Regions from separate parts of the Mus musculus genome. Here regions 1, 2, 3, 4, 6 and 7 are each linked to region 5. Evidence: chromatin contacts called from public Hi-C, HiChIP or PLAC-seq, Micro-C and promoter capture Hi-C data. All regions are on one chromosome and are shown on one strand. The core of a region is the stretch at or near the end of the contact, and the rest is flanking DNA. Distances in the headings are between cores, read along the strand shown.

Region 1 (3,619 bases), core at 1,001-3,500, 500 kb after region 5:
ATTTTCTTCAGCAAATCTCTGCAGCTCCACCAATCCCCTCACCAAGCTACCATTGCTCTTACACCTCACATTTAAAGCTACTTTGTTAGAAGCTAGGTTCGTTGTTGTTGTTGTTGTTGTTGCTTTTGTTTTGGTTTTTGTTTTGGAATGTTTTTCTTTTAGTCCAGGGAGCCCTTTCCTGCCTTCTTTTGCACACCCTGTGACTAGGGAGTGTTCTAGAGTACCTGTGGTCTGACCCACGTGGGGCTAGCCTGGGCTCTATGATAGTTTGACCCACGTGGGGCTGACCTGGGCTCTATGACCGTCTGACCCACACGGGCTAGCCTGGGCTCTGGACCCTGGAGGAATTTGCTGAGTAGACACATACCACACTCATACTCTGGGCAGCACAGGTTTGTGCTCTGCTTGAGGCGAGCCACTTCACATGGGCCACACGTGGGAGCTAGAAGAGAAGAATAGCCATGAAACTCAGAAAAAAATCAAGTATGGTCTAGACTAGAGAAGGTTCTCAAAGTTCTCACTCACTGATAGCCAGCATGGACCCTAACTAGGACTTTCATAGCATCTGGACTATGGGACCGGGATCAAATGCTGGCTAAAGCAAATCTTCACATTGGGTCTTTCTACATCTCAGCTTAGCTTTCAGAAGACTCTGAGTCTGACGCAAGCATTGGGGTGGAAGGACAGAGGTACATCTGAAAGTTCCTACACCAGGTACCAAAAAGAGACTCTTGATTGCAGCAAGCAGAAATGTGGTCTCAAGAAGAAAAACACCTCCATGGGGCCTTTATTTGGATTGGTCTGTTATGTGTATGACTGGTGGCTGAAGACCCACAGAGTCCTTCTTCCACCAGGGACACCAGGCAGAGAAGACTCACCTCGGGCTGTGGGACACGGCTGGGCAGTGCAGTTAATCTTTCTCCCACTGAGGCACATACAGATCTGACAGGGCTGATGGTCTGGGACCCAGGTCTCCAGGAACTGAGGGAGAAACAAGTCTAAGCAGCCATACCGGACACTCTGGTTGGAGCCTGGGATCATGCAAGTCAGTACTCCAGCCAAGAGGGCCTGGCTTGCACTCCTGAGGGCCTGGACATAGGGGATCAGACAGTGGGTCAAAGGCCCTGTGGCAGCTTTGCCAGTTGTGTTGCTTGTAACAGGACCCTGCATCAGAAAGAAACATGTTAAAAAGACAAAGCTGCTGACTATAAGTAGGGTAGAGGAGAGGAAGACCAGAAGAAGAAAACCACCAAAAAAGCATAATGGAAGGCATGGTGGCGGGTGTCTACCTGTAATTCCAGCAACAGGAAACATGGGTGGCAGGATCTGAAGTTTTAGGCTAACCTGGGCAAAGAAAAAGAAGAAAGGAGGAGGAGGAAGGAGAGGAGGAAGAAGAGGAGGAAGGGGAGGTGGAAGAGGAGGAGGAGGAAGGGGAGGTGGAGGAGGAAGAGGAGGAGGAGGAGAAGGAGAAGAAGGAGGAGGAGGAGGAGGAGGAGGAGGAGGAGAAGAAGAAGAAGAAGAAGAAGAAGAAGAAGAAGAAGAGGAGGAGGAGGAGGAGGAGGAGGAGGAGGAGGAGGAGGAGGAGGAGGAGGAAGGATGGAAGGAAGGAAGGAAGGAAGGAAGAAAGAAAGAAAGAAAGAAAGAAAGAAAGAAAGAAAGAAAGAAAGAAAGAAAGAAGGAAGAGGAGGAAAAGGAGGAGGAGGAGGAAGAAAAAGAAGGAGGAGGAGGAAGAAAAAGGAGGAGGAGGGGAGGAGAAAGAAGAAAGAAGAAAGTGGGGAGCGCAGAGAAATGGAAACAAAAACAAACAAACAAAAACAATTAAAAAAAAAAAAACCAAGGCAGCTGCAGCTGCTATTTCAGGCCGAGGCCTGGGGTCCCTGGGAAGGCACACAGAGCACTGGCTCCCTTCTGGGGCAGGAAGCTGAGAGTGACAGCTGGAAAGGCCTGCTCTGTTTTGATTTTCTTTTTTCTGTTTTCTCTCTAAATGTGGGCCTCAGGTACCTAAAGAATAAGACTTTTTTTTTTTTTTTTTTAAATCAGAAAGTGTGCTGATAAGCAGTAGCGTTAACCTGCCTCCCACTAAGGCACGTGCAGAACTGGCACGGCTGATGGTCTGGAATCAGAAAGATACCACCCCCAAAAGGGTGCTCAACTTCCTTTGATAGGAATTCCCACCTTCCTGGGAAGCTTTACCCAAGCACCCCCAAGGCGGGACTCAGAATCAACTGCCCCGTGTCGCCACAGGCCTGACTGTGCAGCAAACATGCCAGCAGGGGGCGCTGCTACATAGGCCCAAATTGCTTGCAGGCAGAACTGTAGAGATTTCCAGATGAAGGCTCAGGAGAACAGGTATAAGAATAGCTGGAGTTCGAGATTAAATAAAGGGCCCAAAAGAACAGCCTACAGAGAGTATGGTGTAGGAAAACTTGAGTGTTCAAGGCCAGCCAAAAGACACAAGGATGTCTCCATACACCACCCACCAGTATCTGGAAGCTTTGGTACACGGTGTCAAAGAAACGCAGCTCCTAGCCTGAGCTGGAGTCTCATAGTCTCAGAGGTGCCTGGCAATGGGCTCCAGGGTAAGGGGTGTGTGTCCCCCTATGCTGAAGTGGGACTCTGAACAGTGCCACTCCAGCTGCGGCTCCCTTGAGAGGCCCACAGCCTGTGCGGGACTCCAGACCCCATCTGATCCAGCTACGAAAGCCCACATCTCCACAGTGCGTTTTGTAAAACAAACAAGAGCTATGGAAACTGGTAAATATTTTTCCTTTTCCCGGGGTATAACAGATTTAAGCCCTGGTTATTTCCCTGAAGGAAGATTTTCTGGGCTTTCTTTTTCAGTCTAAAAATTCATTTAATGGAAATGTTCTTCATATTAGATTCTCATTCTTTCTCTGCTTTCAAGCGACGCTGGGAACGCAGGTGGCTGGATAAGCGCTTGTTTTCTCCCATTTAAACTCTATTTTCTGAATAACTAAAACCGGCTGTGTTCTCTCGTCAGAGGTTTTGATTAATTCTATACTTGATTTAAAAGAAAAAAAAAAAAGAACCTGCTCTTATGTCCAAACTAGTGCAGTACTTGGACAGATTCCGTAATGCAACTCATGTGCCTGCTCCAATTTGTCGTGCTGAAGGTGACGAAAACAGAAAAGGAGAGACAGTCAGACGTGGGGAGGGGGGTGTTGAGCACACAATAAAATTCACACATTTCCTGCCTTTGGGACCTACAGACATCTGACACTCACAGAGCCTGGAACAGTCTAGAGTGAGCTTCTCAGCCCAGGAGGCCAGGGGAGAGGGCAAGCCCATCTCTACCTTCAGAGTGGAGGAAGTGTGTCGCCCTTCCGGCAGCTCGGAATAACCACTAGGTGTTAACACCACAGATAAACACAATTGCATCATCCGGGCCCTGCAGGAACCCGGGAGCCATGAGAATCAGGGAGGAAAATGTTAGGTTTTGCCAACTCCATTGGGAATCTTATGTCCAGGTACCCAGTTACTTTGGCAATGGGAAATATGATGGAGGACATTTCTTCCTTACTCACTTATTCACAGTAAGAGAAACGAGGGGGGCTTCACTGAGGTGAAGCTCAATAGCTCACCTAAAGCAAGTGGTCCC
Region 2 (4,023 bases), core at 121-2,620, 480 kb before region 5:
TAGGGCCAGCCTGGGCTTCAGTGTAAAACCATTTCAAACAACAAGGAAATTGAATAAGCAAACAACACTCTCCCCATTAAAGACAACCATTTTATGTTGATGCATGTCCTTTGATGCCTTCTGTTGCCCTCTTCCTCCCAGCCTAAGGGGTCCCATGGTCCACCTGCCATGACCTTCCTTGTTATTTCTTCCTGTTCACAATGACCTTTTGGTTGCGTTAAGACTTGCATGTTTGTTCATAAACTATTTGTCTTTTATCCATTGGTCTGTGTTTCAGGTTGCCGATTCCCATGAGCCCTCTGCAGAGAGGTCTTTCCCATCTGGAAGCCCATCCTAGTACTGGACACACATTCTGGGTTTATTTCTTTACTCTGTGCCTCCCATTGAATGTGAGCTCCCTAAGATGTGGAACTGTATGTCACTGGTCACCCAGCGCTAGGACAAGGCTGGTCCAAAGCTAAGCAGAACAAACTTTTGTTGAATGTTTAAGGGCCTTCTGACCCCTAGCAACTGAGGACTCATGTGAAAAACGCCGAATCCTCATCTCAACAACTTTTTGTCCAGTTCCTCGGAGGTTCAAAGTCCCGCTTTAATCACATTAGCCACTTGGGAGGATCCAGTAATCCTGTTACTTACAACTCTGAATTTTTGAATTGGGAGGCTATGTAATCTGAAACACTTTTCTTAGGCAATCTCCTTATAATAAGGGATGAATCAGGACAAGGACGTGCACAGGAAACAAGAATTCAGGATCAGGAAGGAGGAAGTGGAAGACGGGGCGGGGGCAGTAAAACGGAGCAGGGAAGATGAAGTGAAGCTCTGGGACAAGGCAAGGAAATGTTGATGCAGTAGGTTCACTGTGAGATTTTTTAGCTGCAGCGACTACCGAACCATCATGCCTGACATTTCTTGGCAGAGCCTCGCATTTATTATTATTTTTCCACCAATGGAGCATCAGTGCAGAAGAGGAGCGGGGGCGGGGGGTAAGGAGTTTCTGGGATGAGGGACCAGTGTGCACTGGGTGGAGTTTAAGGTGGGAAGAAGTACTGTGCAATAGAACTCGCTGTTCATGGAAGAAAAGGCAGGGTTAGGAATCCGGAGGAGAGGAGCGAACAAACACTTATTTTTTTTTTTCCCCCTGAAAGGAATGCTGGGGTCTGAATCTGGAGGAGGAATTTAACTAGCTGTATCCCTGGGATCCTTCTAGAGGCCCCTGCCTTACTAGCCACAATAGAGCCAGGAGGATGTGATCATTGACTTTGATTAAAGAGGTTGGTGGTGTGGGCGGCAGGCGCCGCGAGCCGCGGTGGTGCGAAGGGGCGGTACCAAGGCCGTGCCAAGAACCAATCAGCGATGACTCTGGATTCTTGGGGGCTCCTCAGAGGCTCCGCAGCGGTGGAAGGACTGGAGCTGCTGGCTGCCTCCTCCGGTGCAGCCTGTATCCAGGTGCAGCGGCACTGGGGACGCGGTGCATATCCCTTGCTCAGACTGCCACTGTGACCCTTGCGCGAATATGTCCGGAGCCTAGAAAGTGGTCCTGAGCGGCAGAGGGCCACTGGGTGGGTGGGTGAGTGGGGAGGTTCGGAAGGCAGGACTGAGGGTAGGAAGCGAATTGGGCGACTTGCTTCTCACGTTTGTCCCAATTAGCACCAAGTTGGCAGACAATCCACAAATCCACGACACCTTTGCTTGTCCGCCCCCGCCGCCTCCCTTCCCCCTCCCGTCAAATTCTCTGCATTTCAGAATATTCTGACTGTAAGAAAACTTCAGCTCCCCCTCCTCGGTTCAAGTGAAACAGACACTTGGCACCACCTTCTCCCAGTAACACTGTGTGGATGAATCCCGGAGATCCTCAACTGCAGCGCTTACCAAACTGCACCCTTTGGAGTGTGGCTGGCGTGGGGTTGGGGGGCTAGGGTGGGCTGAGCAGAGAGGCCTCTGGGGGAGAGGCGGGGTGGCGCGGAGGAGCGAGATGCAGGAGCAAGATCGCCTGTGTGACTGCATCTAAAGCAGACTGGTCCAAGGAGTTCTGCCAGGGACACCACCGCCTGCATTGCGTCGGACCTGACCATCTCCAATGTGAAATTCCCGGGGAAGGTCGCTCGCAGCGGAGGGCCGTGCGTGGGAGGGGCTGCCGGCCGCCGGGAAAGAGGAGTTGGTGGTGGGCTTTTCGGGGGGGGGGGCGGAAGAAAAGCTGTGCAGGCAAGGATGGGAACTGAATGACAACCCCCCTCTGCCAAACCACCCCCTCATATTTTCCATCTACCTCCTCGCTCCTGCCCTCCCCCGCCCTCCCCAACCCACGCCCGGGTGGGCCAATCGCTGCTCCGCATTCCAGGCGCTTTCTCAGGTTTCTGCTGATCTTGCAGCGCCCAGAAATGGACCGAGCGAACCTGCGGCCGCACGCTCCCTGCCCCACTCGGAGCTGCTGAAGGCTCGCGGCGCGCCGCGGAGAGAGGTCCGTGCTGTGGTAGCGCAGGTTACCGGAGAGCCATGTAGAGCCAGGCTTTGAGCCGCCCGCCTCCCTCGGGATCGAATCAAGGGCTCCCGTAGTGTTCAGAGGGGGGCGAGAGTGCAGCTTATCGCCATTTGCTTGGGTGATTCCGGAGAAGGTGGCCTTTTTGTCTTTCCACCCCGCATCCTCCGGGACTCCCTTCCCCAGAGAGAGGACAGCGTCTCCAGGTTGCTTGCACCGTGTGAGGATGGGGGTAGGGTACGGACGTTTCCTCCGTAGCTGCTCGATAAAACGATCGGACTCCTGAGAGGAGAAGGACGGGAAACGCGAGGGGCCCCGGAGCCTCTCGCACGCTGCTGCGGTGGTGGCGGCTGCTCGTTCCGGCTGCTGCAAAGGCGACCTGCCGCATTCAGACTCTCCGCCGACTCAGCACAGCCTCTGCGCCAAGCCGGCCCGCCAGGTAGGAAGCTCTCTAGTTCGGGGCTGCAGAATCGGAGGTTGGGGGTGAAGGGTGGGGGAGGCTGAGGGTGCGGGGTTGCTCTCCGGGACCCGCAGCTCCTTCAGTATCTCTAAGCGCTTTTCCGATCTCCAGTTTTACGAAGTTGTAAACAGATCGGCTGTTGGGCGTTGGGAAAAGTGGGATGGAAGATTTCCAAACTTGGATTTCTGGGTGTCTGTTGTGTGTCTGTCTGTGAGTATGTGTTAACCCCAGTAAACGTCCGATGTGTTTTACAAAAGCTAGTAGTCTGTGCTCTTCGGTGTCTATAGGCTCGTCCCATCAGAATGCTTCTGATTTTCTACCCTCGTATCACTTTTTATTTCTCTGCAGCGTCCATCGATCGCCCCGGTGGGAGCTTAGAAGGCGGCAGGCGAAGAGGGGTAGGAGGGGGGGAGAGCCAAGGAGCAGCAAAGTGGGTGACAGGCCTGGGGAGCTGCTGAGTTGGCACTGCACCGTGTCCTAGAAGGGCTGCAGGAGGGGAGGGGAGCCGGGGCGAGCCCCGGAAGCGATGGCAGGTGTGCATTAAGGTGATCAGAGCAGGAAGAAAAACCCATTCACCAACACAAAAACAGAGCACCCCCCCCCAAAAAATACCCCAAGAGTAGCAAAAAAGCTTCACTGGGGGCCCTCAGGCGAGAGGGGTTTCCAAATTGCGTAAAAGGCAGAGTGGAGGAGGGGAGGTGATAACTAGCAAAGTTGCAGACTTCTGAACCTTCTGGCTCTGAAGCCCCTCCCTGTGAGCGTGGGGAAGACTCACTTTCCGGTGGGGGGGGCCGCTTGGGTCCCCCCCACCCCTACTCCCTCGCTCCTTCACAACCCGGGCTCTCTCCTGGCCTCCTACCCCTGCACCCTGCTTTCATCATGACGGTGATGTCGGGGGAGAATGCGGACGAGGCTTCGACCGCTCCAGGTCACCCCCAGGATGGCAGCTACCCGAGGCAGGCGGACCACGACGACCACGAATGCTGCGAGCGCGTAGTAATCAACATCTCCGGGCTGCGCTTCGAAACGCAGCTCAAGACTCTGGCACAGTTCCCCAACACGCTGCTGGGCAACCCGAAGAAACGCA
Region 3 (4,051 bases), core at 389-2,888, 360 kb after region 5:
GACAAATAGTTTTCTAAATTTCGAATGCCAAGTGTTAAAGTACTTAAAGTGTCATTGTTCTCTCGTATTACTTCTGACAAAAGTAATCTTGTTAGTTAGAAATGCTTTCAAATACGTTAGCGAGGCAATTGGAATATAAGCTTTCAAGTGTTCCTTGAATTGTGATAATATAAAAGTATGTGTATATCAAAGAACTGGTTATAAATAAATTTGTTTTGCTATGAACCAATGTTGATTCATAGACCTATCTTGTGTACCTATATATCCCAACTAATATAAAAATCTCTAAAGCAAAAGTGGATAGAGAGTCAAGTTCAGCCTTTCCCTGGGCTGTACTGTAGGCAAACCCCCCCCCCCCCCGGCGTATCAGTCACAGCCATGGAGTGCGAGACCCTCTTAACGGAACCTGTACTCATGCGACTAAAGACCTCCTCTCTAGCAGTGGGATGGCTATCATCATTTTAATCATGACACCACAATCATCTACAGACATTTAGCATCTCTCCTGTCCTAGCTAGGTATTCATTTTCTATCTTGGGTGAACAGAAGAAGAAGTGTTTATTCTCTACCAGGGCTTCTCCTACCCACAGCATGGCAAACCTCTCTTTTCTGCCCATGGCCCAGGGAGAGAAAGGTAAAGGTGCCAGGCCTGGGCAGCAAGCCTGGGTGAAAGCCACACAAGGGGACCTGTTGTCTTCAGAAACACCGGTTCACCTGTGTGCAGCAGCACGCCATCAGCTCTGAGAGCTCCCTAGCAAGATCCAACTCTACTCAGCAGGCCTCTACTGCCAGCAGGAGGAGGTGCTAGCATCCTTACAGAAGCCTGAGCACAGGCTAATATATTTATAGTAATAACATTGTGGTAGCAACACAATAGTACTCCAGAAACAAATGCACATATATTTGGGATGGCCTGCAATTTGCTTCTCTCTACTAGTGCGGAAAGCAGAGGGCAGCCTGGATTCGCCTGAGTTAACTTTCTATCCCTTGGCTCTGTGGTGCTCCCAGATGGGCTGAGGTCCTCGCCACCCAGCAGGCAGTTTCTTGGGCAGGCAATGGGTAGTGGTGGCCATTTAAAGGGAAGAGACATGAAGTCAGAATGTAGGAGGACAGAAAACAGTCAGTTGAGAGAGGTGAGGATGGGGGAGAAACGCTTCCTCCTTTTCCTTTAAATGTGATGCGGGACTTTTCAGGAAATTAAACACCGAAGCTATTAGCATCAGATAGGAAACAGATGAGGTTGAGACATTGCAATTCTACAGCAGATTCCCCAGGCAGGCAGAGCGGGGACATGTGTAAGCAATCACAGCCGTATTTCTGGAAAAGACCTTTTATGTTTTTAATACTTAACACTTCATAACAGGGACTAATAGGCAGGATAAAAAGAAGGCAGCTCAAAAGGCAACTTGGGGCATGAGTGGTTTTCCAGATAACAGAATTGGAGGGAAGGAATCTCTGGAGCTTCGATCCCTAGTCCCTCCTTCTCCCTCCCACCCAACTTTCTATACTAGAGCTGCCGAGGCTGAGCAATAGGGTGGCAGGAGCCACAGACCAGCAGACCAAAGAGGCTGGAGCCATCCTTTACTTCATCTATGTCATGGCCCCGTAGTCCCAGGGTACCAGCTAACAAAACAAACAGCTCTTCACAGAAGGCTTGGCTGAGTATTATACGGTCAGGAGCTGTGGCCACCCCTGGAGGGGTCCCTCTAAAGGGAGCAGCATCCTTCCCCCAGCTGTAACCTAGTTCCCAGCTTCCTGCAACAGGCATCCTGATCAAGCTTTCGTCTCCCTCAGCACTTGCCTTTGTCATTTGGGAGTGGCTTTATTCTACTTGCCTATAAGACAGGAAACTGTTACAAAGATGACCCTGAGGAATCCAGGATGGATAGTAATGCACTTTTTATTTTTAGAGGGGGGAGGGGTCAGGGACACTTCATAGGCAAAGGGATTCTTTTTTTTTTTTCAGCTCTAAAGATCTTTAATACATGAGGCTTATTTCAAGACATTTAGACAAAAAATAGCATGCGTCATATTACAAACTTAACTGCAATTGAAATTTTAAATTTCTTTTTTAATTAATTTATTTTTATTAGATATTTTCTTTATATACATTTCAAATCCTATCCTAAAAGTTCCCTATACCCTCCCTCTGCCCTGCTCCCCTACCCACCCACTCCCCCTTCTTGGCCCTGGCATTCCCCTGTATTGGGGCATATAAAGTTTGCAATACCAAGGGGCCTCTCTTCCCAATGCAGCTAGAGCTACGAGCTCTGGGGGTACTGGTTAGTTCATATTGTTGTTCCACCTATAAGGGTGCAGACCCCTTCAGCTCCTTGGGTACCTTCTCTAGCTTGGCAAAGGGATTCTAAGCGCCTATTCATGGGGCAGTGTTACCTCTGATAACATGTTCAGTCTGTCTGGGTGTTCACACCCATACATTAGGGAAGGTGGACACTTAGTGTCGCTCAGTTGGTACTCTTCTGTCTTTGAAGGGTGAGGTTTGTGATGGGAAAACTGTTAAGATTAGATATGTAAATGGGACACTTATGACACCTTTGGCCAGTTCAACACCCAGCCATGCTTTTACACACCCAAGGTCCTTAGCAGGGGACAATAGAGGCTCACCTTTCTGTCATTCATGTCATCCCCTGGACTGTCATATTCACCCTGTAGGGAAAAGGAGACACCAGAGAAAGCCAATTCGATCATCAAGAACAGATACCAAATGAGAAAGGATTTTCTTTCTTTCATTTTTCTTCTTTCTTTTCTAATGCCATCTCTTTCATTTCTATTTAAGGAAAATCAAAAACATGGCACAGTCAGGAGCCAGTGTTGGATTTCTTAGTCATCACCTAGTAGTGTTTAATTAGGATAGCTTTTCACACAAAATGGCCCCCTCCTGTGTTTTCCAGATGAGCCCAGGTTACTATCACAGCCTGTGCAATGGCAGGGTCTGTGCCTGTAAATGGGTTAGCACATGACATAAAATTCACCCCATGCCATGACCCCCTGTGTCCACAGCTGTCAGGACTTAGCTTTACATGCTCCACAGCAAACATGTCAGAAGTGCGAAGCCTCCCAGCTAAGAAATTCCTGTTGGTCAGACTCCTGCAGCTACACTGCATGCCGGACTTGGATGGTGGTGAAGCCAAGACGTATTTAGTTTAAGCAAGCAAGTTGTCTTGAAATATTAGTGTGTTGCATCTTGGGAATTATTCCCAGCCAAGGAGTACTTCCGGGTTGTACCCATGTTGCTGGGGATTCTCCTATGGCTATCCACCTGCCTTCATTGACAACCCAGCCAGGGGCACTTTCAATCAACTGAACGCAACATCTGCATTTCGACAGTTTTGCCAAAAACAAAGACAAGGAAAGCTCAGACAAAAAGCAATATGTGTTTCTTGTGATCTGTAAAACTGACTGGAAAGACAGTTTGAGACCTTTGGCAAAAAAAACAAACCAGTTGTTATCCTCAGCAATTCGAAGTTGCAAGGTTGAAAAAGGTGTTTTAATCTCGGGGTTCATTCCTGCCTTCTTTTGCCAAATGTTCACCCACCCCAAGGCCCATGGCTCCAACTCTTGGAAGATTAGAGAGAACACACTGATGAAGCAGGCAGTCATGGCACACTCTGTAACCTTGGCTCCCAGAAGCCGAGGTAAGAGGTCATGAGTTTGAGGCAATCCTCAGTCACAGAATGAGAACACGCATCAAGAAGAGAAAGAAGGAAGGGAGGGAAGAAAGGAGGAAAGAAAGGGGGAGAGAGGGGGTGGAGGGAGAAAAGGAAAATCGAGGCATGGGGAGGGGAAATGAGGAGTACTTACATCATGAAGCGGGTAGGCAGCCTCGTAGATATTGTTTGCTATTAGAGAGTTAATACCTGCAAAGTAAAGAATAGTTAACTGTGAAGCAGGGCCCTCTCAACCCGAAGTTTGATAAATGTTAAACCCTTGTGTGCCTCCGGGCTGTGAACCACTGCATTCTCTGCTCTGTCCCTCCACTCTATGGGCTCTTCCTCAAGCTTCAGTCCTGAGTAGAAGGGAAATAGTGTCC
Region 4 (3,630 bases), core at 964-3,463, 380 kb after region 5:
TCCCTGCAAACAGCAGACATGGAAACAACCCCCACCTTGAACCCCAAGCCACCAAGAGACCACAGCCGCTAGCATGCCACCATGTGGAGTCAAATGGTCCTGACCTCACCTCTGCTCAAGCTTCTGACCACAGAGTCACTCTTGTCTGCTCAATTCTGACACATGTGCCTACATTACAGCTTTAGTTTTTATTAAGGTACTACATAAATTTTATTTAGCAATTAGTAATAAAAGTACTAAGTAAATTTAAGCTACTAAATAAATTGTGTTAAGCCTACTATTAAGTTACTATTGAGTTACTGAAATTGGCTTAACTTTTTCACGCTGCCGTGATGAGTAGAACAGCAGCCAGCATGCAAGGCATTATGACGGAAAAGTCTGCCCTCTTCTCCACCATGCTATTTTCAAGCTCAGAGAATATGCACGAGGGTGCGCTGAGATAATGGCAGCCAAGGGTGTGCAGGGGTCTTTGAGGCTCCAGGAAAGGTGGCAGCACTTTCAGCTGGGGAATCTGAAAAGCTTGTCACTGGTGTGCGTGAGATGCGCTTCAGCTGGCTTCAACCAAAGAGCCACCTTCTTTCTCATTTTGTCATAAAAATGATAGGAAGTGGTGGCGGGGACAGGGGCTGGGGATCCTTCCAGCCAATAACTTTATATCTTCTGAACAGTTTTTATTTCTTTTCAGTTAAAATAAATTAATACATATCTGCTACTAAAAACAAAAACAAAATCAGGAAAACAGTAACTAAATGGTAAAGTTGGGGTTTTGTTTTGTTTTGTTTTGTTTTTTCATTTTTGACCCAGTCTTACCTTTTTTTTCCTGAGGGACACTCTATGAATAGTTTATAGTATATTCCATCCAATCTTCAGATATATATGTATATGTGTATATATACACATATTAAGTACACACACACACACACACACACACACACACCCCACTCACTGAAACGCTTTCATTTCCCACCATGAAAGAATAACAGACACCAGTCCTGAAAAAACATAAACATGGGGAAAACATGTTTGTTCCCAGACAAAATGCAGGATATGATGGCTTCCCAGACAGTGATCATCAGACAGCAGCAGGAGAAAACAGACAAGGTGAGTCCTGGGGTAGCTTCAGGCCCCTGCCTTGAGAACTCAGGGAAACAAAACAAGTGGATCCCTTCAGATTCCCTGAGGTACAGGAGCAGAGATATAAGCCTGAGGAATTCAAAACAAGAATTCATCCACTAAGAGGGGACTCCGCTCAAAGGAGCACAGAGGTCTACTGAACCCTTGAGCATTTACTGTGTAGGTGTGAAAAATGACTCCATATAAGAGAAAGAACCATCTGGAAGGAGTGGGAATGGCACCTATTTCCCAGGCCAGATGGAAAAACCCTATAATTCTTGGGGCATTGGGCGACCATTGGTTTACTCAGTGGTGGTGGATAATTAGGCTTAGACTGAGAGTCCCTCCAGACCCACTTAACAAGTCATAAAAGAGGGAAGTAGGCTAAATAGCTTTGAAGGTATTTCCCAAGTCTAGCATAACCATGACTTGAAACATTTAAGGAAAAGAAGCATTCGTTCATGGCACAAGCATTTCTAGGCATCTCCTGGAGACCCACAGCTTGGTAGTTGATGGATTCAAGTGCTGGGCATATGCAGGGGTGACAAGAACTCTAATAATGACCCTGTCCCTTGCAGTATGCTCAGCAGTGCGCTCAGCACCTGCACCATGAGCTGCTTCTCAGCGGAACCTGTGAAGACACCACAAGCCCTACCAGAGAGGAGCAGGACCTCACAGATGAGAACACCGAGGCACAGATGGACAGGAAGGTCTCCTGGATGCCCTGTCTAGGACTCTTCCCTTAGTCCAATGGCCTTCCACCCTCAGCAAAGTCCCATCGTCTGTCCCAGGGGAGGAAGCCAGCTTGAATGTCCCCTTAAAAGGGGACTAAGCCCACCAGCTTAGGTTCTCATTTCACCTTCCCAGAAAGACACTCAATGCTCTCTATTATTGATAATAATCGTTAGCAGCATCATTATTACTGTTATTCTTGGACATCAGAGAATTATGAACATCCTCAGAAATAGCAAGACACATGTTATCCAGCTGTTCCCCATTATGCCTCCCTGGGTACACGATGCGCCTCCCTGGGTACACGTTGTGCCTTTCATGTGTTTAAAATCATAAATAATCGTTAAAGTATGTTGCTCTTATTTTTTATTCCTGGGCTCAAATGTGGTTCTCATAAAAGCATGCTTTGGCCCCACTGTCACAGTCTAAGGGGTTCACTGAGATTTCTTTTGTCTTACTTCTTTCTTCCTCCTTGTCTCTCCTCATCTCCCCACCCCCCACAAGGGCACATCAGTGTGGTCCCAAGACTCACTTGTTTTCCCTCTGCATTAAAATCACGTGCTTTGCTGAGACACAGGGAGCCAAGGTTTTAGTGATGTCTCTCTTGGGCAACATACAAGTCATTGTCTCCACTTTACAGATAAGAAAACTGAGTAGCATGGCAAGTTTAATGAACATACATGAAGGAGCACCCCCCCCCAAAAAAAAAAACAAAGAAAATGTATAGCAAAGTAAGATTCAAATGCTATCATCCTAATGATCTCTACCATGGTCTGTGAAGAGCCCTCTCTGCAAATGGCCAGGACAGATCAGCCAGCAAGAATACAGGCCAGGCATAAAGTTGGATGTCGTCCCATCTGGCACATCCTGTGGATAAAAGTCAGTTTACCTGTCTTTATGCCTGTTAATTGGCTTTTCCTTAGTTACCACATCAGCTGTCAGATCATTGGTGTCCCGCTGTCATCCTTTCTAGCATCTCTCTCACCTCCACAGTCATAGAGTGTCTGAAGACTATCTTGTGACCTCTGCTCCCTTTAATTTCCAAAAACCAGGTGGAGAAGCAAGATAGACAAGATGGCATGAGGACCCAGGCATGAGATGGACTAGGACGGAAGATGGGTGGACTAGGACGGAAGGCTATGCAGTCAGAGAAGAGGAAGCCAAGCAAAGATGCAAAGAACTCCCATCTCTTGAAAACTCTGTTTTCATCCCTCCAGTGGTGCCAAAGAGACACTCAGCATGTGCCGCACCATGGCTAAGAATTTTAGGCTGCTGCGCATCTGTCCTTGCTCACTGCCCATAAGCACATTTGTCCATGCACGCGAGTGCTAAGCCATCTCCCCATCAAAATGGAAGTGACACCAGAAGCTGAGATGCTCAGCTGTATCATCTCAGCTGTAAACCTAGAGCCAGCAGGGAGGTCTCGGTGGGCACAACCAGAAACTGAGCAGCCCTTCACCACTCTATCTGTGACTACAGGTTGAGTTTCCTGTCTGTAGCCATCGTGTAGACGGTGATACACTGACAAGAAAGAAAGAAAGAAAGAAAGAGAGAGAGAGAGAGAGAGAGAGAGAGAGAGAGAGAGAGAGAGAGAGAGAGAAGGAAGGAAGGAAGGAAGGAAGGAAGGAAGGAAGGAAGGAAGGAGAGAGAGAGAGAAGAGAAGAGAAAAAAGAAAAGAGAAGAGAAGAGAAGAGAAGAGAAGAGAAGAGAAGAGAAGAAAAGAAAAGAAAAGAAAAGAGAAAAGAAGGAAGACCTTTCTCTGTTGTCCAATCCTGTATTTGTTTA
Region 5 (3,779 bases), core at 105-2,604:
ACTATCAAATCGCCTCTCCTGCTGTGTGTGAGTCAAATGTCCTGACAGGAGGCAACTTGGAGAGTGGCAGAGGTGGGGGCGGGGGGAGGGGGCACTTGGACTTGAGTTCCACCTTGCAAGAATGGGGGAGGGAATGAAGGAGCAATGGTGTACTACTTTCTGGTTCTCCGGTTCCCCTTACCACTAGGATTCCCCCCTCCCCCTTCATTTCTCTTGGACCGCAGTTGAGCAAAATCTAGATGCTCTGACCACTGTAAAATCTGAGAGAATCAGCTCGGATCAAGTGTGTGTGTGTGTGGGGGGGGAATCTAATGAATAGCTAAAATAATCTACAAATAAGACCCTTGCCTCCACCCTGAGATCTTTTCCTCGAATGAATCTAGCGGTTGTGCAAGAGAGCGTCGCTACTTTCGGGGAGTCAGGAAGGGGTGCCTTGCTTGCCCTTTCTTCTGGGCAAATTGTTTTTGTACAAAGCGGCGAGTGCTGGGCAAATGCTCAGCTCCAGGGTCGGCTCCTACCTTGAAAGAAAGGGGTGGAGAAGTTAGGGAGTGTGTAGAACGTGGGGCTTTGGCTCATACCTCTCCTTTTCTTTCACGCACACTCTGCGCACACGCAAACCACCCCTTCCTCGGTTGCTTAGCACTCCCACCCTCACCGTACCTCAGCAACTTAACCTCCCTAGACAGCTTGAACTAACTGTGCCTTGTGAGCTGCCCCCAGGACTGAGGAGTTCGAGGGCAGGCAAGCAACTGTTCATGCGCAGATTCCTGTTGTTGTGAGGGCCTGGGGGGGCTGGGGGGGGGCTTAATAGGGGGTGGAGAGAGATCCAAAGACAGAAGGGTCTGAGGTTTGGAGACAGAGTTTAAGGTTGAGGTTCAAGCTTTCCTGAGCCAAGGGGCAAGAAAGGCCTTCATCTGCCTAGTTAGAAAGAAAGAAAGAAAGAAAGAAAGAAAGAAAGAAAGAAAGGAAGGAAGCCTTAAAAGAAAAAGTTCAAGAATAAGACAGATCGAAGATATTTACGTGTAAAATATAATGATAAATCAAACGTTTTTTGTTGGCTCCTTCTCCCCATCTCTAAAAGGGAAGGTCAAAAGAGGGGATAATGAAGAGTAGGCTATTTTGAGAGGGCTTATTTGTTGTTTGTTCGTTCGTTTGTTTTCCTTTGAAGTGGACTAGGAGAAATGACTAGGTCTTCCCATTGGTCTCGAGAGCAAACTCCAAAATGCCAGGGAGCGGGCCTGCAAGTCACTGCGGGCGGGGCTAGGGGGCTTGGCGCGGAAGGGGTTAAGGCGCTGAGCGCGGAGCCATCTGGCCGGGTTGGCTGGTTATAACCGCTCAGATTATGTTCACGGGACTCAGAGTTGAAGGCTCCTCTCCTTACCCAGCAGCTCCGCGCACCGCCCCGCGAGATAGCCCGGCGCAACTTTCTTCCCTCTTTCTTTCTTCCCCTCGTTTTTTCCCACCGCTGGGTAGTGGCTGCGGCAGGGGTGGGCGAGACTGAATGACCGAACTCGAGTCCACCTTTCTCTTCATGTCGACGTCCCTGGAAATAGTCACACGGATGCCATGGTTACTTCTGCCACGGTAAGGGGACGTGGCGGGCACGTTGGGTGGGCAGGTCCCGGAGGGGGTGGGGGAATCGCGTGGGGGAGATTTTCTTGGGGATCCGCGTGGGGGGCCCCAATTCTGCACCCAGCCCCACCCCCATCGCGCAACACGCTAACTTTTCGGTTCTTGTGCCTTCCCCAAAGTTTGAGCTCGAATCTGCCCAGGCCTAGGCGCAATTACCACCACCCTCCTTCCACATGCATGCACACTTGTGCGCGCGTGGATATGGCTCTCCTCCTCCTCCTCCTCCTCCTCCTCCTCCTCTTTTCTCTAGTCCCCTGGCTGCTCAAGAAACCGCCCTCAGTCTGGGAAAGTGATCAGGTTTAACAAACCTGCATTGGGAAGGGAAGGAGGTGGAGGCGAGGGAAAATGGGGACCACGAAAAGGCAAGAAAGGGATTCTGGACATCACCATCCTACTCCACCTCATGCATACACACCTCCGACCCTCCTATCTGGTTCCCCCAGAAGACTCCCGCGCATCCTATAATAAAAGCGGGTAGCAGACAAAAATGGGGCTTGGAAGAGACCAGGATCCCGGCTTGTGCCCTGCACCCCGCTGGCCACCGGGCAACGTTCATCAGCTCCAACACACAGCCCGGCAGGGCGTGGGCTGGGGGAGGGGCTGCAAAGCTCAGGACCCGCACCGTCACTTCTCAGGTTGGGGGGAGTTGGGACTTAAGCCCAACAGTGCGTATCTGCGTTGTTGTCCCACATAAAGCTTTTTCTCTGAGAGGGTCCCTAGCTCTGGGCTACTCTGGCCAGCGCCAACCCAATGGCTTCCCACCCTGGGTCTTCGCGCAGATGTTGGAGCTAGCGCTCAGCCTGTGGGTCTGGGACCCGGCCATGGAACGGTGGGTACCGGGGTGGGGCCATCGGTAGGGATTTGGTGCCAGTTTCTCGGAGTCCTTTTTAGGGTTCCCACCCCCGCCCCAAGAGGTAGTATGGGAAGGGTCCAGAACATCAGAGACCCTCAGAGTTAGGTCGGAGTTAAAAGAACACATAGCAAACTGGACTGTTTCCTGCTGCCACCAAGGCGCTCTGCACAGTGGTGGATACTTCTAATGAAATTTGGCACTCTTGAAGGTGTGGAATGGGAGGGCTGGGGAGGACTTTTTTCCTTGTCGCTTTCGGGAGTGAGTGGGTGTGCATCCAAGAGGCGCTACTGCTTTGCGCAATTTTGGCGTTCTTCCGCGGCGTTCAGATGCACCTTCCTGGGACTCCAGCACCGAATGGTGTGGACACAGTTGATTAGAGAGGTCGCAGGCGGGAACTGGAATCGAGGCTCCCGTATTCCAGGTCTGGGAAGCACCCACCGGATTGACCCCGACCTCTGGCGGCCGGCGGGTAGCAGGTTGAGAGTCTGAGTGGCGGCTGCTCTAGGACGCGGTCCCAGCCAGAGCAGGCGGCTTGCTAGCTAGTGAGCTGGAGCCCCTGAGCCGGGACTTGTTTATGAGTGTGAAGAGGTTGGGGGCGGGGACCTGCTGGGGGAGGGGAAGGGAGACTGTAAGGGTGGGTGTTACTCGCAGAGTCTGAGGCTGGAAGTTCTGTGGGTTTAAGGAGTGTGTTGACAAACCTGCTTTTCAGTAAAGTGATGTCTTTCCACTACAAACCAGCGGCCGAGGAAATATGTAAGGACACTTCCCTAAACGTTAGTTGTACCGGGGAGCTTTACAGTCGGTTCTGTTTTCTAAATAGCCCGAACTCTGCCAGTTTAGCCCGTCTCCCCTGATCCTGGCGTGTCGCTCAAAGAAATTTGAGAGATGGAATCTAGAAGATATAAACCCAACTAACTGTGACTCAGAATCAAGCAGACCCGAGTGTAGCGTTAGGGGATAGTGGAGAGAGAAAAAGAGAGCTGCAGGCAGCTGTATATAAGGATAGAAGAAAGTTTTCCCGGCGTTCCCCTCTGGGAGAGCAAATAGGATTGTCCTTCGGTGTGGGCTATGTCGAAGAGGGCCTTAAGAAGACTGGATCTGTAGGAATCCGGTCTGATTTCCCAAGAAGGGAACCTGGTCCTTGGGTGGCCAGAGACCTATTGGGAGGGCTTTCTCGCGTCTCAGTGAGAGGGGCGTTGGGGCAGGAGGGTAGACCTGGGGGTGGAGCTTTCTCCAGCTTCCTCCAGCCTGGCTGGCCCGGGAGGGGTGAGGAGCTTGCGTGTTGGGCATCTGT
Region 6 (3,847 bases), core at 448-2,947, 470 kb after region 5:
TGATCTCTTTGCTAACCATTCTCTAGGTATCTCCATGTTACCTATTTAGAGAGGTCCTCCTTAACCACCTGGCCACAAGTAAAGACCAGCAGAGATGGAAGCTCTTTTGTACCAGCCCCTCCCCCCAATCTCGAGCTGTCAAATTCATGGTTTCCCTGTGCTCTAGACATCTCATGTGCAGGATGGGATAGAAGGCTTCTCTCATCCGGCAGAAATGAGCCACTGAATAGATGGGATTAAAAAAAAAATCAGATCCTCAGAAAATAAGAGAAGAGCTGGACCTGGGTTGGTGTCTGGAACCCACCCCCAACCCCCGTTCAACCTCTTCAATCAGCTACCACTGTGGTGCTAAGACACATAGAGGCAACCAGGGGACAGAAGAGGCTGCTGAACAGGGCCTTCCTGGGGCTTCAGAGACCAGCATGGCAGTGCCTGGCAGAACAGTAACAGAACCACATGGGCCCTTGATGTCTAGCAGCTGGTGCAGAGTGACCCTGAGGTTCCTTGAGGGGACTGGTGTCAGGTCTCAAAATTCAGACAGGTGAAGGGATCAAAGAGTGTCACTGTCATCTTAAGAAACAGTTTCTACAACTCTAATACATACACACTCATTCACTCACACACACACTCATTCACACATATACATACACACACTTATATATACACACATACATATACACACATACATATACACACTCATACACACACATATACATACTTATACACACAGTCATATACACACATACTCATACACACATATACATACATACTCATACACAAGAACATAAACACATATACTCACATGTGTACACATATACACATATGTACATACTCATACACACATCTTGTCTAAGATTCTCCTACCACCTGCCACTTGCCTGTGGGCTAACGTCTGACCATCCTCAGTAGGACCTCCCTCCCTGGCCAGGGCCCACATAATCCCTGGAAATATCTGTTTGTAGGACTATGACTAACACTTGCCTGCAAATCCCTTCACCTTGTTCACTCCCAAGCCACAGGCACCTCTCATTCCAACTCCAACAACAAAATAGCCAGCAACTCCCACCCCAAGCAAAGACAAGCTCCCAATAGATCTGATTTTCAAGGCACAGTAAAATAACATCCTTGGTGCCCCCAAACCTTACCTCAGTCTGCCTTTCTTCTAAAAAAAACACTTGTGAAAATGTCATACCTGTACTTGCCTGCACCCAAGGAAAGTGGCTCGTGTCAGAGGCCACAGGGATGCTGTGTCCTCAGTGCACTGTCAGATCAACCTGGCTACGGTCTTACTTACCCTCAGATTATATGTAGCAAGGAGAAGCAAAGTAGAACTGGTGACCAGCCACTGAGAGGGGACACCAGCCCTCTGCCACTTGTCCCCTCCTTGATAAAATATGTAAATAAAAATAAGACTTTAGAGAATTACTCAGGCACCCTCACCTTCCCTACCTCAGGGAAGTCCACTTGACGTCACTCATCCCAAAGAACAGGTGTTAGAATCCCTTCTCTTCCACATCTTCCTTCAATTAGTGGGATGCTGAGAGCCAGGGTCCTGGGGAGGGGAAACTTACCTCGCAGCCCAGGGGCCGCCATGGTGCTGGTCCCCAGATGCCAAGCCCCTTGGCTGCCCTCGCTCCACTCTGGATAGGCTTATGTGGCTGCCAGGGAGTTAATTCCATCGCGGCTCAGCTCTGTCTGGACGTGCCCGCCCCTCGCCAGCGGCTGCCACCTCCTCCAATCCATCCCTCTCCCTGGGCAGTTCCCTGCGCTCCTCCTTCGCAGAGACTAGCCCAACTTCCAGAAAGGATCCCTTTCTCAGGTGCAGCCAGAGACACGCTGGGGTCATGCATGGGCTGCGGGCCAGGGAGTAAATGCTGCTGGCGCTCCTCCACTCCACTCAGGAGCCTGAGTGAGCGCCACACAGCCGGGCTCGCCTGTGATAATTCAGCCGGATTATCTCATGAACTGCCTGGCTGATTAGTTTCCAGTCCCCAGCGAAGCCTCCTTCCTGTGGCACCAGTCTGCCGGCTATAGCCCTGAGTAGTAGTAGGGACTTAAACAGCAAGATGAGGCTACTCCGGTCTGGAGGGGGTGGGGGGAAACATGCAGCCCCGAGTGTACACAAGGACAAGGGGCAGAGGGGAGAGGGCATGTGTTAATTTGAGCTTCCCCAGGAGACTCTAGGGCAGTGAGGAGTGTGCCTAGAATTTAAAAGCTGTGAGACAAGAGTGGTGTGTGCTTTCCTAGAGTGGCTTAGGGACCTGACCATGGACAGAGGAGGGGTGAAGAGAAAGCCTCCAAAGGGCCATTTCCAGGATGTGAGCTACATTCCAAGATGCCAGAAGCAAATGACGCTCCTTGATGTTATGCCTCCTCCTCGGTGGGAAAGCATTACATCAGCATCAAGTACGCTGTTTGTGATCGCTGAATCTGAGAGATGTCTGTCCCCTGTTTTACAGAAGACAGTGGCAGAAACCCAACCAAATGGAAAGAAAACAGAAAGCATCGTGGTCCAGCCTCGAGGATTAATGGCTGGTGTCTATCTAAACCTCTTGACTTCGGGAGTCTCTCAAGTGCTTTGCTTTGCCCAGCATTCATACTTCAGTCTCAGCCTCCAGTCTATGAGGCAGTGACTTCCATTTATCCATTTCACACATGAAGCGTCCACAGTCTGTGTGCCCCAGGTTCCAAAGCGGGCTGCCTGCTCTGGTGTCCCAGCTCAGAACACCTTGCAGTTTCGCATCTCCCTCTTTTTCCCTTCGTTCTCCTTCCTTCACCTGCTTCCTGCTTCCAGGGACCCTTCTCCATGTCATCTCCACTCCTAAATTACTAAAAAGGCACTCGCCTGCTATCCATCCCTCTTCCATCCTCCCACAAGGAGTTTTTCCATGACACCCCCTAAAACATGTTTAAGGGCTACCCTAGTTACTTTTCTGTTGTTTGTTTTGTTGTGGTGGTTGTTGTTGTTGTTGCTGCTGCTGCTGCTGCTGCTGCTGCTGCTGCTGCTGCTGCTGCTGCTATTTTAAAGCAGCTGGGGAAGAAAAAGTTTATTGAACATACATAAACTTCCAGGTCACAGTCCATCATTGAGGGAAGTCAGGGCAGACACTGAAGGCAAAAACCCCAGACACAAGAACCATGGAGGAACACTGTTCCAGGCTCTCTCTAGTTCAATTCAGCTCTGTGAAGACCCAGCTGCTGGGGATAGTGTTACCCACAGTGGGCTGGGCCTTCTGACATCAGGCATCAATCCAGACAGTCCCCAGCAGACAGAACCACAAGCCAATCTTACTTGGGCCATCCCTCAATTAAGAGTGCCTCAGATGACTCTAGGCTATGATAAGTTGTCAGGTGAAGCTAAGACTCTGTCTCATTTGGTCTAAAGGTGACCATAAAAATAGGGTCCTTAGTATCAAGGGCAGACTCTGCCCTTAGGAAACCTTTAGGTAAAGGAACACAGACATGCACAGAGACATACATGTGCACTAGTTTTTGTCAACCTGACACAAGCTAGAGTCATCTGGGAAGAGAGAACCTTAATTGAAGGATTGCCTCCAGAAGATTGCCTTTAAGAAAAATCTGTGGGGCGTTTTCTTCATAAATGATTGATGTGAGAGGGTCCAGCCCACTGTGGGAGGTGCCAATCCTAGGCAGGTAGTGTTGGCTTCTTGAAGAAAACAGGCTGAACAAGCCATGGGAAGCAAGCCAGTAAGCAGCGCCCCTCTGTGTGCTATATAATCAGCTCCTACCCAAAGGTTCCCAACTTGCGTTCTTGCCCTGAACTCCCTTCATGATAGACTATGAGCTGTAAGCTGAACTAAAAACCCTTTCTTGGGGAGCTGTTTGA
Region 7 (3,636 bases), core at 10-2,509, 450 kb after region 5:
CCCTGGAGTACCAGCAGGACTCCAGACTCATGGGAAGATAATAGCTCGGCTTCCAGGAAAACAGACAGAGCAGAGTGGAAGCTTGCCCTCTTGCCTTCCATGCTTGCACACATTGTCGGTGGTCAGTTCGTTTGACTATGGCATTAGCTACTGTAGTGAGCTGCAAGCCACATCCTCTCCTGGACGACACAGTTCCTACTCTCTAATGTGACTCTAATTTAGAAGTCACCCTAAATCTTCACGACTGTAATGCTCTATGATCCCATTTCCTCCAGAATAGTGTGCGGTAACAGAAAACAAGCAAAACACACAGCTAGAAAATTGGGTGCCCCAGGGCTGGAGCCCTTCACAAGGATGAGAGTGCTTTGTGCCCATTGGGATTATAGAACTGATATGACAAGTCTGAGCCTGGAAGTTTCTTTCCAGTGCCTTTGAGGGTTCCAAGAGAGCACCAGACATGCCTCTTGGTTGAAAGAGCTCCTGCAGATCCTTCTGTCTGCTCTCCCAAGACCCACTGATCCTTCAAATCCTAACAATGCATTGTTTCCATGGCCAGGACAGTGGGGATCCAAACACTTCCCAAGGGAGGAGCACGGATTGGGAGACCTGGAAGCAACCAACTAGGCGAGGTACTCCATGGTCCCTGGTCCATGGGAAGGAACAACCGCTGTTCTGTCTACCTCGGTGAGGTTGCTTGGGTGAGCACAAGATGGGAAGACTGAGTGCCCACTTTTTTTTCCATTTTTTATCATAAGGAAATAGATACCTGGATTGGGGTGGGGGTGGGGCTTCACCTCCCTCCTTGCTTTCCCCCTGGGTCTTCACTTCAGGCCTGCCCACTGAGAACTGATCCTACCCACCCTTCTTTGGCTCTGATCTAAGCTGTATGGCCCCAGGGCTATCTTGTTGTGTCCCTAAAGATCCCTCAGGGTAGGAAAGAGGGAAGAGAGAAGCCCAAGGCTCCAGTGTGCTACTCTGAGGTGGGAATGAGGAACACGTGCTCTTGCAGGAGAGATGCTCACACTCCTGAGAGCACAGAAGTCACGCTACAGAACAGGAAATACACATCATCAAAACCCATGTCACCACTTCCTTGCCCTGGCCAGGCCCACTCCACCTTCTCCCAAGGAGGCAACAGACTCATTTCCTAACAGAATCAGTCGGGCTCTGAAGACCCTGTTCCTTCAGAAGCCATCACCAGCCACCTCACTCCAGTACCAGCTGCCTGCTCAGTGTATGCCTGTGCCATGGCTACCAGAAAGATTCTGTGGGACACTGTCACCCTAGGAAACCAAGCAGCAAGATTTTCAGTATTTAAAGTCCCAGCTTCTCCCAGAGGGAAAAAAAAAAGTAGCCAAAGAAAGATCTGGAACCCTAAGAGGAGAAGCCGGCTTGGCACAGGCTCTGGAAAAGCAAGGAGAGCAGCAGCCAGTCTCACCTTCTCACCCGGAAGCCTGCAGCTACAGCACAGAAGGAGAAATGGTGCCCGGGTAGCTTCATTTTCTGGAGACCAAGAGGCCCAGATCCTGGGGCTCATTACTCTGCAACTATCAATGCATACCCCTGATAGAAAGGAGGGGCACAGCGCTCCAACTTCACTTTCAAGAACTCAATTCCTGGCCCCTGCAGAGATCTCTGTGGATGCCTAATGAGCATCGCCCCTGTCTACTGGACGTTTGTGAAGACTGAGTGCCCAATCAGGACAGAAGCATGTTTTTGTGGTACCACAAATCCAATCAGGAGTTTCCCAAAGTCACCCAAGTCCTTCCCAAGGAACACTGTTTCAACCATTCATCCAAAAAAAGAAAAACAAAAAAAAAAAAAACAAAAAAAAAACAAACAAACAAACAAAAAAGAGGTAAAAAGGGAAAGTGAAGAACCTAAAGGCATTCCTTAAGAACCTAAAAGCATTGCAATATCTGGGCTTTCACTCCTATCTCCAATGGGCCCTATTAAGAGGTTATCATGGCACGCATCCCATATGTTCCTTACCATACGTAAAATGCAGTCACTCAGGATCCACTGTCAGATGCCCAGGCCCATAGTCAGGAGATGGGCTCCTCTCTGTCACAGAGAAAGATTTAGTCCTTTCCTGAGTCTCACCTGATGCCAAGTTAGGGAGAAAAGAGATTAACCCCTTGAAGGATGCTGGTGTTTCCAGGGCCTCCCAGTCAGCACATAGCCCACTCTGTGACTGAAACTGCCAGACACAGTTCTCAGAGCTGCTCCAAAAGGGAAACCAGGCATGAGAGTGTCGGCAGAAGCTATCAGTTCTCCGGGGTCCTGACTCTAGGAAAGCCGACAATGCAGGACAGCCTGGCCTCCATACAAATACCTTCTCCCCCACTTCTGTTTCAAAGATATACTTGCATGGGCTTTGAGATTTTGGGGCCTGCAGGATGCAATAAATTCTACCTCAAAGTGTCAGAATACTCTCCCAGCCTCTGCTTACATTACATGTCTCTCATGGCTCTGGAACTCCCCTCCCCAAACACCTCTGGTCGCAGCATAGTCTTAGCCTCCATTTTGCCCTGTTGACTCTTTAATCCAATCCAGGAGGTTTGGAAGGCAAGTGTGGACAGATGGGACCTCCTAGCACTTCCACAGAGGCCTGATCCAACTTATTTCACGGCCCTACAACAACGAGGGGAATGTTAGTTCTGGCTGAGCACACTCCTAGACAGCAGCAATTGGCTTTCCATTTAGGAGAGATTTCCATATCTGAAGAAGTGGTCCTCAGTTATATGAATTGGTAATAAGGATACAAGTACCTGGGGGTGGTTCTAACTTGAATTATTGTCAGCTGACCAAGCAGAAGAAAAGCATAACAGGCTAACTCTCACACCTCTGATAATATTCTCAGTTGCCTTCAAAGGATGAGTGTGGACAAGACAATGCAATAAAGTCTACACTCAAAACAAGAAGGAAGAGGGGGAGGGGAGAAAGAGGAAGGGGAGGAGGAGGAGAAGGAAGAAGAGGAGGAGGAAGAAGATGGGGTGGAGAAGGATGGGGAGGAGGAAGAGGAAGATGAGGAGGAAAAGGAAGAGGAAGCACCAGCTGGGGGGTGCACAGCAAGATCATCCTGCTTAGGAAAGTGGGAAATGAATTCTGCCATATTCAGAGCCTGGTGGACACAGGTTCTTTTCCAAGTGAATAACTTTAATGGGTGTCTGACAGAAACCTTTTTCTGTTTCCCTGTTCTTAAAGTCAAAGTGAAATCAGAGCCTAAAAGGCAGCCCGGTCCAGAGCAGAGAAAGAACTATTGAGCAGGTGGGACCTTGGTGAGGAGCTGTTCAGAAGCCCACAGGCTCCGAGGAAGACTCTCCCACTGATGCTTAGCACCAAGATGTGGAGAGGGGGAGGGAGTGACGCCAAGCAGACTAGGAAACAAACGCTGGCCCTGCGTGGGTTGACAGTTCACCCTCGGTCTTGCTGAGGTAGCCCACAGTGAGAGGCAACTTAAGTGTCCCGTGCTATGAAGGGAATGATAAGGTCAGCTGTGGGGGCCGTAGATGACCCTTTAGAAATAAAGGGTGAGCTATATGTGTAGAACATGATGGATCTGAAGACTCCAGCACGGAAAGAATAAAGTAAGATGCAGAGTGAGCTACCAAAAGTGCATTTTAAGTGAATTGA

What was found. Promoter capture Hi-C pulls out the DNA fragments that hold promoters and counts their contacts. A called contact is a pair of places that touch in the nucleus more often than the background predicts. HiChIP or PLAC-seq counts read pairs in DNA pulled down with a chosen protein or histone mark.
Region 1: a Hi-C map of cortical neurons shows a contact between it and region 5, with 2.5 times the contacts expected there. The contact joins the enhancer-like site here to the promoter of Ntf3 in region 5. A contact is called at or near these places in 10 of 39 promoter capture datasets (the 3T3-L1 cell line, cranial neural crest, embryonic stem cells and 4 more), 10 of 484 Hi-C or Micro-C datasets (cerebral cortex, cortical neurons, cranial neural crest and 6 more), 8 of 115 datasets of contacts at active chromatin or transcription factors (craniofacial prominence, embryonic forebrain, embryonic limb bud and 2 more) and 2 of 9 other capture datasets (adipose tissue and embryonic stem cells).
Region 2: a contact with region 5 is called in a Micro-C map of embryonic stem cells, with 4 times the contacts expected there. The contact joins the promoter of Kcna1 here to the promoter of Ntf3 in region 5. A contact is called at or near these places in 6 of 39 promoter capture datasets (the 3T3-L1 cell line, cranial neural crest, embryonic stem cells and 1 more), 10 of 484 Hi-C or Micro-C datasets (all in embryonic stem cells), 3 of 115 datasets of contacts at active chromatin or transcription factors (all in embryonic stem cells) and 1 of 9 other capture datasets (liver).
Region 3: a contact with region 5 is called in a promoter capture Hi-C map of cranial neural crest. The contact joins the enhancer-like site here to the promoter of Ntf3 in region 5. A contact is called at or near these places in 7 of 39 promoter capture datasets (the 3T3-L1 cell line, cranial neural crest, embryonic stem cells and 4 more), 6 of 484 Hi-C or Micro-C datasets (cerebral cortex, cranial neural crest, nephron progenitors and 3 more), 6 of 115 datasets of contacts at active chromatin or transcription factors (embryonic limb bud, embryonic stem cells, fibro-adipogenic progenitors and 1 more) and 4 of 9 other capture datasets (adipose tissue, embryonic stem cells, liver and 1 more).
Region 4: an H3K4me3 HiChIP or PLAC-seq map of craniofacial prominence shows a contact between it and region 5, with 4 times the contacts expected there. The contact joins the enhancer-like site here to the promoter of Ntf3 in region 5. A contact is called at or near these places in 5 of 39 promoter capture datasets (the 3T3-L1 cell line, cranial neural crest, hippocampal neurons and 2 more), 2 of 484 Hi-C or Micro-C datasets (cerebral cortex and uterus), 5 of 115 datasets of contacts at active chromatin or transcription factors (craniofacial prominence, embryonic limb bud, embryonic midbrain and 2 more) and 4 of 9 other capture datasets (adipose tissue, embryonic stem cells, liver and 1 more).
Region 6: a contact with region 5 is called in a promoter capture Hi-C map of hippocampal neurons, with 11 times the contacts expected there. The contact joins the promoter of Ano2 here to the promoter of Ntf3 in region 5. A contact is called at or near these places in 10 of 39 promoter capture datasets (the 3T3-L1 cell line, cranial neural crest, embryonic stem cells and 5 more), 1 of 484 Hi-C or Micro-C datasets (nephron progenitors), 9 of 115 datasets of contacts at active chromatin or transcription factors (cardiomyocytes, craniofacial prominence, embryonic limb bud and 5 more) and 3 of 9 other capture datasets (adipose tissue, embryonic stem cells and pancreatic islet).
Region 7: a contact with region 5 is called in a Hi-C map of olfactory sensory neurons, with 4 times the contacts expected there. The contact joins the enhancer-like site here to the promoter of Ntf3 in region 5. A contact is called at or near these places in 5 of 39 promoter capture datasets (the HPC-7 cell line, cranial neural crest, liver and 1 more), 10 of 484 Hi-C or Micro-C datasets (cerebral cortex, cortical neurons, embryonic stem cells and 2 more), 10 of 115 datasets of contacts at active chromatin or transcription factors (craniofacial prominence, embryonic forebrain, embryonic limb bud and 4 more) and 1 of 9 other capture datasets (embryonic stem cells).

Annotation. Positions count from the first base shown.
Region 1 is chr6:125,660,327-125,663,945 of GRCm38.p6, reverse strand. Vwf (Von Willebrand factor) reads right to left here. Exons shown (of 52, transcript NM_011708.4): 39 at 879-981; 40 at 368-442. Among named protein-coding and RNA genes, the nearest start is that of Ano2, 28 kb to the left of the region's middle. Within about 2 kb of position 2,250, at least 8 of the 459 cell types and tissues checked have an H3K27ac peak or open chromatin away from gene starts, as enhancers often do. A contact at or near this core is called in cortical neurons, where this site is marked.
Region 2 is chr6:126,643,148-126,647,170 of GRCm38.p6, reverse strand. It overlaps Kcna1 (potassium voltage-gated channel, shaker-related subfamily, member 1), which reads left to right and starts at 1,370. Exons shown (of 2, transcript NM_010595.3): 1 at 1,370-2,915; 2 at 3,285-4,023. The coding sequence starts at 3,816.
Region 3 is chr6:125,806,423-125,810,473 of GRCm38.p6, reverse strand. Ano2 (anoctamin 2) reads right to left here. Exons shown (of 25, transcript NM_001364562.1): 8 at 3,823-3,878; 9 at 2,626-2,667. All of the region lies in intron 1 of Gm33202 (a long non-coding RNA gene), which reads left to right. Among named protein-coding and RNA genes, the nearest start is that of Gm33202, 3.9 kb to the left of the region's middle. Within about 2 kb of position 1,638, at least 4 of the 459 cell types and tissues checked have an H3K27ac peak or open chromatin away from gene starts, as enhancers often do.
Region 4 is chr6:125,785,429-125,789,058 of GRCm38.p6, reverse strand. All of the region lies in intron 4 of Ano2 (anoctamin 2), which reads right to left. It overlaps Gm38898 (a long non-coding RNA gene), which reads left to right. Exons shown (of 3, transcript XR_869435.1): 2 at 1,034-1,101; 3 at 1,692-1,774. Among named protein-coding and RNA genes, the nearest start is that of Gm38898, 4.0 kb to the left of the region's middle. Within about 2 kb of position 2,213, at least 6 of the 459 cell types and tissues checked have an H3K27ac peak or open chromatin away from gene starts, as enhancers often do. A contact at or near this core is called in embryonic limb bud, where this site is marked.
Region 5 is chr6:126,162,535-126,166,313 of GRCm38.p6, reverse strand. Ntf3 (neurotrophin 3) reads left to right here and starts at 1,354. Exons shown (of 2, transcript NM_001164035.1): 1 at 1,354-1,584. The coding sequence starts at 1,567.
Region 6 is chr6:125,688,469-125,692,315 of GRCm38.p6, reverse strand. It overlaps Ano2 (anoctamin 2), which reads right to left and starts at 1,697. Exons shown (of 25, transcript NM_001364562.1): 1 at 1,572-1,697. The coding sequence starts at 1,593.
Region 7 is chr6:125,715,839-125,719,474 of GRCm38.p6, reverse strand. All of the region lies in intron 3 of Ano2 (anoctamin 2), which reads right to left. Among named protein-coding and RNA genes, the nearest start is that of Ano2, 27 kb to the right of the region's middle. Within about 2 kb of position 1,259, at least 5 of the 459 cell types and tissues checked have an H3K27ac peak or open chromatin away from gene starts, as enhancers often do. A contact at or near this core is called in olfactory sensory neurons, where this site is marked.